Linked DNA regions of Triticum aestivum: region 2 is linked to region 1. A link is a contact called in public Hi-C data. All regions are on one chromosome and are shown on one strand. Each heading gives the region's core, a stretch centred on a gene start, on an enhancer-like site or on the middle of the called end of the contact. The rest is flanking DNA. Distances are from core to core; before and after follow the strand shown.

The links. A called contact is a pair of places that touch in the nucleus more often than the background predicts.
Region 2: a contact with region 1 is called in a Hi-C map of leaf, with 7 times the contacts expected there. The contact joins the promoter of LOC123048611 here to the promoter of LOC123048593 in region 1. A contact is called at or near these places in 2 of 5 Hi-C or Micro-C datasets (both in leaf).

Annotation. Positions count from the first base shown.
Region 1 is chr1A:323,505,551-323,511,104 of IWGSC CS RefSeq v2.1, forward strand. LOC123048593 (probable serine protease EDA2) reads right to left here and starts at 3,377. Exons shown (of 14, transcript XM_044471675.1): 1 at 3,079-3,377; 2 at 2,325-2,450; 3 at 2,054-2,209; 4 at 1,699-1,881; 5 at 1,486-1,602; 6 at 635-688; 7 at 484-555; 8 at 149-254. The coding sequence starts at 3,285.
Region 2 is chr1A:324,184,632-324,190,455 of IWGSC CS RefSeq v2.1, forward strand. LOC123048611 (CDPK-related kinase 3) reads left to right here and starts at 3,482. Exons shown (of 11, transcript XM_044471679.1): 1 at 3,482-4,420. The coding sequence starts at 3,779.

The DNA of each region.
Region 1 (5,554 bases), core at 2,127-4,626:
CATAAAATCAAATTTCAACAGTTAAATGCATGGTCAGTTATATAATATCTGGACAGTATTAACACTGTCTAATATATATGCACAACATCCATTAAGAGCTCTCCAAGAATGATATCTCATAATACTGAATGTCAGAGTAAGGATTTACAAGATTCAGCAGGGGTTGTGTTCTTCAAATAGTTCTGATCATATGATGCAACTGGTGCCCTAAATGTCCCAACATAATAGTCGTTCACGTAATGAGCAAATGCTTCCTGCACGGAAGAAAGTGTTAGCAAATACCAGATTTGCTGGAAAGTTATGGTAGCATGAGTTAAATAAGAGTCAAGGTCTACAGTGAAGTATTCATGTTATGCGCTTTTGGAAAAATAAAGATCTTGGCGAATTGGTCCCTATATTCTTGATAGCAGTTATCCGCAGGGTATATTCCTCAATTACTAACAGGAATATGCATTGTTCTTTTCAAAAGACCATGCAACTTACCACCAAATCCGTACCATTCTTCTTTGCTTCAACTAGTGGGGAGCACAAAACATCAGGGTTGCCATATTGGAACTGCAAATGGTATAGGTTTTCAACACAACAATCATTTCTGATAAAACAATACAGTTGCAAAAATCGGCATTAAGCATACCGCAATAGCTGCAGCGTCTGCTAGTAGGTAAAGGAAGTCACCATCATTTTCTAACTGCAAGTGTCCAAACAAATTGATGGATAAGTATAGAATCGTACATACACTGCTAGGTAATGTCACGAAATTTCATGCCATCCAAAAGGGAACGCTATAGAACCTGTCAGCAACCATTGGTAGCGCACAAATAGTTTAAACTATTATGTTTACAAGCTCCATAGACATGACAATTCAATTCAAAATTTTGTTCAAAGAAAATATAGAAGAAATATGAGTAGCAATAGGTCAGATAGGTCAAGAGATATAAAAAAACAGTCAAAGGCTTGCATGCTCAATAAGAGTCCTACAAAATGTTTACTGGATTGGTAATACTTGTAGCACCTTTGTGGAAAAGACCAGACTCTCTAGATTATGACATTATCACCAAAGAAGTTGCATAGTAAGGGAAACATCAATGATTTTTATAGAGGGCTAGAGAGCTTGTCCTTAATATCACCGTATCGGTTGTTTTTAGGCCCTTTCTTTTTTTTTCCGATCTTTGTGCTATGACTTTGCTCCGTTTGCGAGCTGTAAGACCTTTATGATGATACTTCCTGCATTTTTAATAAAAGGGCCGCATGCATCATCATGATGCAGAGGCCGGGGGTATACCTCCATTTCCAAAAAAAAAAAGAATCATGATTGTTAGAACCATTGTCAATTTTTGTCCTTTCAAGTTTTTGCATAACAAAACAATGGCAAAGGCCACTTGGTGACGGCAAACTCCTAAATGAGCTGAAATCTTTGTATATCACATGGGATTGATAAGTTGTCAAAGAAAAGTAAATACACTTCATGTCGCACAAAAGGACTACCATTTTTGCTCCAAACAGTTCTTTAACCGAGTTGTGGCCAGACTGAAGTTGTCCATCAACAAGTCTTGTTACTTCTTGAAGTGCTCCTTTGCATTCTGGACCAGCTGACTCCCCAATCTCCAGAGGCATAAATTATACAGAAATGTAAAACTTCAGGTACAGGCCAAAGTGCCGTAACTTTAATAACATAACAGGACCTGTGCCAGAACCAACCTGTTTGTCGAAGTCAGTAAAGTTGTAAACAGCAAGAACAACCCCTGAACTTGCAAGACTTCCACATGTTAAGTGAGGAAATTTCAATCTGAACCAAGCACTGAGAGCTCCAGAGTACGACCCTCCAAACACAAACCAAGAATTGTCTGCTCCTGAGCGATTATACTTGGCATTTAATGTTTCCTTCAAATGACAGAAAGAATAACTCAGTTACGAAAAACATTTGTTTGGACATGGGCGATGCAAACTATTACAAGGAATAGGAACATGTGTATTCCACGGGGCGCTAGGTCAATATATAGTACATGCACAGGTGTTGTATAAGGACGCCAAAACAAATATAGCAAATGCACACCTGATAATACTGGCGGAAAACAGCCAGGTCTGATAAAGCCTGCTTTGATGACAAGAACCTTAGATTTTCTGTCGTCAAATCCTCAAAAGGGGAACTCTTCCCATAGTATCGATGCTCGGGAGAAACCAAAGCAGCGCCAAACTTCTTGGCCATCACCTACGTACACAATCCAACCCACAAGTATGTTATCAATAACAGATGGAGTTACTGCATGAAATGTGAACAGTACAAATCATGCCTAGAGCATGCAGCAATGCAATAATAAACTCACAGCTAAGTAGTTGTTAGAAATCCCACTGCATGAAGCTTCTCCACATATATTTAAGAAGACCGGGCCATTTGGAGCTCGGTGGTAATCGAGAAATTCGTAGTACCGCTGCTTGAATTGCCGATGATCCTGCACAGTAAAAAAGATAAATATTTCGGGGCTAGTGCACACAAAAAACTATAACTGAACAATCCTCACCATGCAACATAGTAGTATTTGGGACTACATGAGTCAGATGTGAAACAGGGAATTACAAATAACCATGTGCTTTGTTGTACAGTAATTCATGTGTCACTAAAGCCGCTGTTGACAGTGTAGTGCAGTGAGCCCACAGGATCACAAATTTCACATAGATCTGAGTCGACAGAAAAACCTACACGATCCACCGAGCTTACAGGGGTGACACTGGCAAGCAAACAAGAGGCATCTGTCCTCAACACTGATCTGTTTTTATTATTCGATGCATTTTGAGACATTCATTGTTCATTACTCAGGTTCATGGTCGCATAACTGATGTGAGCCTTCAATCAAGAGTAAACGGCATTACCAGTAATGGACGTGGCTCACGCAGAATTCGTACAAAATTCTAGCGTTTTTTCGGCATTATCGACTGCACAAATTTATCTAGTTCTTCTAGTGTCCACAGCCGACTCTTGGAAATTCACCCAAACAGATAAAAGGACACATGGCTGAACAGAAATCCCCACAGCGCGGGGCAACTGGCTGAAGGGACAGAGAAGCGGAGGGGGTACTTAACGGTGGGGGAGAAGTGGTCGAGGGTTTGGCTCATCCAGTGCTCCTCCTGCGTCAGGAACCTGCCTGGGGCGGAGCCCAGGAGCCCGGCCTCCGGCGGCGGCCGCCAGAGGCTGACAGCCTCGGCGCCGCGCGCGAGGAGTAGGGGTAGCAGCAGGAGCGGAACGACGACGAGGCGGGCGGTGGCGCCGGCGGTAATTCCGGCTCCCATCGCCGGTTAGCTGAAGCGGAGCGCGCGTGGAACTGGATGCAGGCGAGGCAAATCTGGCACCTGAGTCTTCTCGATTCTTAGTAGCAGCCGTACGTTTTCGTTTTCCTTTTATAAAGACGGAAGTGAGTAACGGCTTATTCTGCGCGTTGTTGTTTTTCTTGGAAAGAATAATAATGAACCGCAATATTTGGGAGACGACAGTTTTGGTGTAGATGGATAGCAGCTTATTCTGTGTGTTGTCGTTTTTCTTAGAAGAATAATAATGGACCGCTATATCTAAAGAATGTTAACTCCAGGGAATTTTCCGCCGAATCTTTTGTTCCTCCATGAACGAGCAAATTTTTTCGGAAATGTTAACACCCACACGTGTGGGCGTTTGCACATCGCCAACACGCCTTCATCACCACTCATTTTGTCACGTATGAATAGATAAAATCAGCAGAATTTTTTTTAGTTTTCGGCTTAAAAATGTTGTATCTTTTAAATAAAAAAGCGAACTAAAAATCTGTTTTCACCATTAAATCCGTCTCGACGAGATCTTCAAAACTAGACCTCATGTTGATATGTTTCGATGAATTTTTTTTTTGCCAGAAGTTGCCACGATGTTTACACTGCAGTTGCCATAGGGCTTAAACTAAAGTTGTCATGTGGCAATTTTAATTTGTAGATCATGGCAATTTTAATATTTTGATGATGGCAACTCCAGTACTTTGACCATAAAAATTATTTTTTGTATGAACCATGGCAATTTTACGTGCATGTATCATGGCAATTTTAGTTTATGGTTCATGGCAAGTCTAGTTTCTTAATTCCCCGTTTTATAAATGTCAAAATTTACGTTTAAATGTAGAAGAAAATAACTGAAACATATCATGGCAACTTCAAGGTAAACATCATGGCAATTCATATGCAATAGACATGTCAACTTTTAATCAAAAAGAAATTTCATCAAAACATATCAACATGGGATCTAGTTTCGAAGATCTCATCACGAGGGATTTAATGGTGAAAACGGATTTTTAATCGGATTTTTCGTTTAAGAGATAAAACATTTTAAAAACTGAAAATCCAAAAAGATTCCTACATGCATGCATGCGATGATGTGGCAATCTGTTTACATTAGAGATGTGTGGTGCGTCTCCCTTCCTACCACACGTGTGGCAGTTAGCGCGACCCAATTTTTTTAGGCTAACCACACACTTTATTTGTTGATCAATACTATTTTGAGGAACACATATTAGATCAGAGGGCTGCAGGAGCCAGAGATGACCACCTATCGCAAGATTAAGTGTGTGTCTAGCGAGGCTATGTGCCTTAATTTTCTTTATTTTTTGCCGGGGCTATGTGCTTCGGTATTCGAGGCCCTTTCTTCAAGCACGAAAGAGCAAGAGTGAAACTCCAAAGACATGATCTGAATTTCTCATATAATATGGTCATGTCTCCCACTATTGTCTTTCTTATGTTTGCAACGATTTCTTGCAATCCGAACTGATAACAAGTTGAGTTTGCATCAAATCACTCGCGAGGGCTAAAGCTTCATTGCACGCTAAGGCCTCGAGAGTTGCCGGATCAGTCACATCATCAAAAACTCTGGCGGAGGTCCTCAAGTATAAACCATCGTTGTTTCTGCAGACCACACCAATCACTCCAAGCTTGGTGTTTTCTGAAAGGGCAGCGCTCTGCACCGGCGCGCCGGCCCAATTTTTCGGCCGGTCAGCCCAGATCCGTCTGATTTGCACGCGCGCAGCCGTCAGATCTCTTCTCCTCCTCCCCCGCACCCCATCTTCAACCTCCCGCACGGAAGAAAGGGAGAGGAAGGACCGAAGGAGGGCGCCGTCCCGCACACGCTGCCCCCTCGCCTCGCCTCGCCTCCTCATCTCCTCTCACCGCCGGTTGTCCCTCGTCGCCGACCCCCACCGTCGGTTGTCGACGAGCTCCATCATGGTCGGATACCCGCCAAGCTCTTGGCCATGGCTGACACGGAGCCTCCGTTGGCAGCGGTTGAAGCTCCCCGCCCCACGGTTGTAGCATCTGATGCGCCACCCCCACCCCGTCCATCCTTGCCGTCGAGCTCGTCGCAGGGTGCACGATGCAGGCACCGCAGTCGTCTTCTTCCCTGAGTAACCAAATTCCACATGTCGCCGTTGTAGCAAAACAACCCAACGTTTGTAGCTTTTTAGAACCCTCGATGTAGCAAAAAAACAAGCGACTCCACTTCGCCTTGTACCACTCCCTTGATGTAGCAAATCAAATCGCAGGTTCCAGCTTC
Region 2 (5,824 bases), core at 2,232-4,731, 680 kb after region 1:
AGGTAATAGATGGTGTGTTGATGATGAACTCCTTGCTCTTGCTTCAAATGATAGTCTCCCCAACACTCAGCTCTCTCTCATAGGATTGGATTTGGTGGAAAGAGGGTTTGAGTGGAAAGCAAGTTGGGGAAGGCTAGAGATCATGATTTATGTGGTTGGAATAGAATATCTTGACCTCAACACAAGTGTAGGTGGTTCTCCCTCAGAAAATATATGTTGGAAGTGTAGGCATGTTCTGATGGCTCTCTCCATAATGAAGAGTGGGTGGAGGGGTATATATAGCCTCCACACAAAATCTAACCGTTACACACAAATCACCAAACTTGGTGGGACCGAATCATGAAACTCGGTCAGACCAATTTAGTTCAAAATGTGAACGTTACGATTTTCGGTGGGACCGACATGTCAACTCGGTGGGACCGATTCCATTAGGGTTAGGGCATAACGTAAAATCGGTGAGACCGATTACACAAACTTGGTGGCACCGATTTTGGTAATAGGCAAACAGAGAGTTGGTCAGGCAAACTCGGTGGGACCGATTCGCTCATCTCGGTTAGACCGGAACGTTATGAAGGGAAAATAGAGAGTTTGCATTGCAATCTCGGTGGGACCGATCGCTCATCTCGGTTGGACCGAAACGTTACGAAGGGAAACAAAGTGATTGCAATCCCATCTCGGTAAAACTGAGATCCCTATCGGTGAGACCGAAATGACTAGGGTTTGTGGCAGTGGCTATGTCAAGTGAACTGGGTGGCGCCGGGTAGGAAATTTTGGTGGGGTCGAGTTTTACTTTTGGTTTGGGACATATGTGGATGTGAGAAAGTAGTTGAGGGTTTTGGAGCATATTACTAAGCATTTTGAGCAAGTAACTCATTAAGCAACACCTCATCCCCTTTTAATAGTATTGGCTTTTCCTATGGACTCAATGTGATCTTGGATCAGTAAAAGTAAAATGTAGAGTCTTGAGCTTTAGAGCTTGAGCCAATCTTTTGTCCTTAGCATTTTGAGGGGTACACATTTCTAATCCGTGCCATGCCAAACATTGAGCTTTCCTGGAATATTTATCTTGAAATAGCATTAGCTCAATGGGCTATATGTTGTTAGGAATTACCAAAACCACCCAGGGATAGTTGCACTTTCAGAAGCTCGGGAGTTAGTGCAGGAGTGGATGTAGACAGTGACTGCATCAACGACAACTCGAAGATGGTGGATCATTTGTTGGGTTCGTGGTTGGCAACCGGGAGGTATGGTTTCCTTCTCCCACATCATTGTCGAGCGGGGATGCTAGATCTGGAGTTCGATGGCATGTTCGGGGTGCTGTCTGAGCAGATTTTTTTAGGGGTAATGACTTTACCTTTGGTAAGCTACTTTGGCGGTCTAAAAAGCTACATATGAGCAATTGAGCCGCATCGAGTTCGAGTGAAGAAATGGTTGGTCATATTTTCTCTTAATGTTTGTATTGGTGGTGTCGGAGACAGGTGACAGGCCTTGGCGTCAAACCTAGGGGTTTCTTGGTTTTTATTGTGTACTAATTTTTGGCAGGTATGGTGGTCCTTTATACAAAGGCTAGAGTTCGATTGACTTTTCAGTATTGTTAGGTTGGTGTTTACGTGGCTTGTAACTTGATCTTTATTATATGAAAATGTTATTAGGTAAATGTCAGCTGAGAAGGAAGGGGTGGGGGGGGGGTAACAAAGGAACCTTCTTTTGTGGCAAGTTTAGAGCACCTACAGTCGGGTGCCCCAAACCTGCTTCAAACGCCCGGGCGGACGGCCCGGTCACTGAACGATCACGAAAATTCGACCCAGACGGGCGTCTCAAACGGGCCTCAAACGCCCGGGCTGTCCGGCGCCCCTCATATCCAACCCAAATCTAGGGCGGATATGGGGCGACCCGGGCATGCCCGGACGCATCCACCATGTCAACCTGGCCCACCCTGACCCCACTCTGTCCCCACAAATATCCTCAATCCGGAAACCCTACCTCATTGCGCTCTCGCTTTGTCTCTTCTTCTCCTTCTCCGATTTCTCCAATTGATCCAGTCCGACGACTCCGGCGACCATGTCGAGATCTGGCAGCCGCTCCGACTCCGACCTCGACGCCGACGAGGAGCCGACCCTCCGCATTGCCATCGAGTAGTTGAAGGTGGACACGGGTGCCAGTTTTGGATATGTCGTCTCGCCTCTCCTCCCGCCGGTGTCGCGAGGATGCCGTCGTTGGCTCCTCTCGGCCCATGCGTAGCTCCATGAGGCCTGCCCCGTCCGTGCCTCCCCCATGATGTCCCCTGCTCCCGCCGGCTGCTGCTCCCCCACGTGCGCAGTGGCGGGTGCTTGTGTCTGCCCAGGGCGCGCATGCCAGAATCGGAGGCGCCCGCCACCCACCGTGAGTGACAACGGGCAAGGAAGAGGGACGCGCTGGAGAAATCTCTCTACCGCCGCCGCAGGTTTCCGGTGGAGCCTGCCGAGGACGAGCAGCTCCTCGCTTGGGTCTGCCGTCGGTCACTTATGACGGTGGAGAGGGACGCTCGGCGGCTCCGCTGGAAAAACGCCAAGGGGCTCCGGCTTGTCATCGAGTAGTCCGAGCGCGAGGCCAAGGAGAAAGCGACGGAGGCGGTTCGGCTAGCGAAGCTCAAGCGGGAGTAGGACCGGGCCGTCCGGTGCCTCAAAGGGCTCATCGTCCTCTCCTCCTTCTCCGACGATGACGGCAACGGCGGTGCCTCGTATGACGACTCAAATGATCCTCCACTAGTCGTCGACTCCTATAGGTGCGCCTGGGACCGGAAGGGAAAAGGGCCGGCGAGGAAGTGGTGAAGATCTGCTTTCTTCACTATAATTTCAAGTTTTTAGATGTAGTTGCCGTCGTTTATGTGCATTATGTGAACTTTAGCGGTCTTTTGAAGATCCACTGATGATCTTTTTCCGTTTGATAACCTATGTAGTTTGATTGACGTTGCATAGTTTAGTATGGATATAGAAGACCGGATATGAGATATACGGATGTGGACGACACGATTTGAGCAATGACCGATTAGTGCTCGTGGACGCGCCCGTGAGCGCCTACGAGCGTTTCAGAGGCCAAATTTGTCAAGTCCAGAAGGAGATGACACAATTTCTGTCCTTTTTGTTGCAAAATCTCTTTCTTCCAAGGAATTGCCATGTGTTTTTGAAAAAATTCTCCATCCTATACAACTAAACTTGCTAGCTAAAAGGCTCGTAAATGCTGACCCCTCCCAGCGAACGTTCGCCAGCTATTATGGTCCTTATATTATACGGTATTAATGAGAAACATATTACCATAAATAAAAAATAAAAAACCCTGGAAATACGTACGAGAAAAAGGGAAACAGGAGCAACCAACAAAACGTACGGCTGCCTTGCGGGTCTGGGCCCTTGCACGCCTACGGACCCGCTTGTCAGAGGAACCATCCGCTCAGTCCCGACTGGACTGCCTCCTCAGTCAGTCCTCCTCTCCGCCCCCCCTCGCGTCGCGTCTCCTCCTCCGTCCGCCGCGCCCGCGGCCAGCCAGCAGGGCAGGCGCGTACGTTACCACCCCTGCTCAGCCAGCCAGCAATTCATCACGCGCATTACCATTTCTTGTCTCATCTCTTCTCCCCGCATTAATACTTTGGTTCGCTCCTCTCATACTCCATCCCCGCCCCCGTCCTATAAATCCCAACCCCTCCGCCCCCCGCTCCCCTTCGACCCGCCCCAAACCCCGCCGCATTCCTGCCGTTTCCGTGTTCGCCGTCGCGCCTCCGGTGATCGGCGCCGGGGGAGCCATGGGGCAGTGCTACGCCAAGAACATACACGCGGACGGCCGGGATGGGGGCGAGGGTGGCGGAGGCACGACCACCATCTCCGTCTCGGCGTCTGCCGCGGCTGCCGTCCAGGAGGAGCCCGCCGGCGAGAGGGCCACGGGAGGGAGGCGGAGCGGCAGGCCGTCGCCGGCGGGGACGCCGCGCAGCAGGGCGGGGGTGACGCCGGCCAGGACTTCGGCGGCGGCCGCAGGGAGCCCCTGGGCCGCCAGCCCGCTCCCCGACGGCATCGCGCCGTCCCCGGCGACCTCCGCGTCCACGCCCAGGCGATTCTTCCGCCGTCCGTTCCCTCCGCCGTCTCCGGCCAAGCACATCAAGGCGTCGCTGGCGCGCCGCCTCGGCCACCGCTCCCCGGCTGCTACCTCTGCGCAGGCGCCGCCCGCTAAGCCGCCGCAGGAGGCCCCGATCCCCGAACAAGGGGCCGGCGGCGGCGGAGGAGAGGAGGAGCTCGACAAGAGCTTCGGCTACGACCGCCACTTCGCGGTCAAGTACGAACTGGGAAAGGAGGTGGGTCGCGGCCACTTCGGCCACACCTGTCTCGCGCGTGCCCGCAAGGGGGACATGAGAGGTCAAGTCCTAGCTGTCAAGGTCATCTCCAAAGCCAAGGTCGAACCCGTTCTTGATCTCGCACTCCTCTCTCCTAAATGCATAATTGTCTCAGTTTCTACCAACTTAGATCTTGCTTGGTATTAAGATGCCGTGTGATCCTTTCAGTTGTTCACTTGTTCTACAATGAATTGTTTGTTGCTTTTGCAAGAATTCAGCAACTCGGCAATGCCACTAGCACAGACATTGCAATCATAAGTTAATCATTCGTTTTCTTTGTCTGCCTTGCATAATGAACAGGGTATTGGCATTTCCTTGAAAGTAAGAAGTACATTATGGAAATGCCGTTGCAGTGATGCTGCACTGAATTTTTGTCTTCTATTTTGATCTCACTGTTTATCCATCTGACTCCTGTTCTTGTTTTGTTGTTCTTTTTTATTTTTTGTAAGAAACAGGCAGGGGATTAGCTTATGCAGTGTTTGGTTACAGGATTAGAAGTGACCAATTTCTCTATGAGATCCCCTGATAGCTTGTCAAATACTGGCAGAATTTTAGCTGGAGTAGTGTGGATATAGTGCATAACTACATGTTACTATCAAGAGTTCAGTAGTTATCAAATCCACATCGTGGCACTTTGTTAGTATGATCAGAGCTAGAAGAATAGATAACAGTAAGGCATGGGAGGCACCCAACTGTATGTGATCAACCTTCCTACTTATATTGCTCTTCCAGGGAGCAATAGTATTGATTTAGACAGTATTTTTTTTAAGTTTTCCAAGTCCTTGATGTTTTTCTTGACATCTAGCATGTAAGCAGGTATACATATCTTTTACATTATTAGGGTGCTGAATTTGAGATTATGTTGATATTGTGATGAGTTGAGTACTTGTATTGCCCTTGCAGGGACTAATAGTATTCGATATTTTTTGTTCAAGAAAATTAAGACAATGTTTAGTTTCATATTATTTCTTTCCTGGTGTTAGCTAGGATCTGTTGATAAAACTAGTATGCAATACAGCTAACTGAACTCTACGTACACGTACATGTGCATGCCGGCATTGATGTTTCTCATGCACGTAAATGTCGTTTTCTTTTCCGACCGTTATTACTTGTATTGATTACTGACTTTTTTTGGCTTGCTATAGTGTCCTCGTTTGTCGAAGCCAACTTACATCAACTATTTGAACCCTTGACGTATCTATCAAGTTTAATGCATCTCTCACTTTCATATTGTCGTTCTTTTATTCGCATCTGATATAACTGCGCTCCCTGTCATCACATATCGCTCTTTCATTTGCATCTAATACAAACATGTTCCCTGTAATCATATAATGTATGGTCATCATTCTCTTGACAGCTTGATCTTTTGTTGCTAGAAGCTAATTAATGCCCAGGCAATCTTCATTAAGCTTAACAGTTCAATATGAAGATATCTCAGTTAGCGCCAAGTTTGCTTGTCTAGAT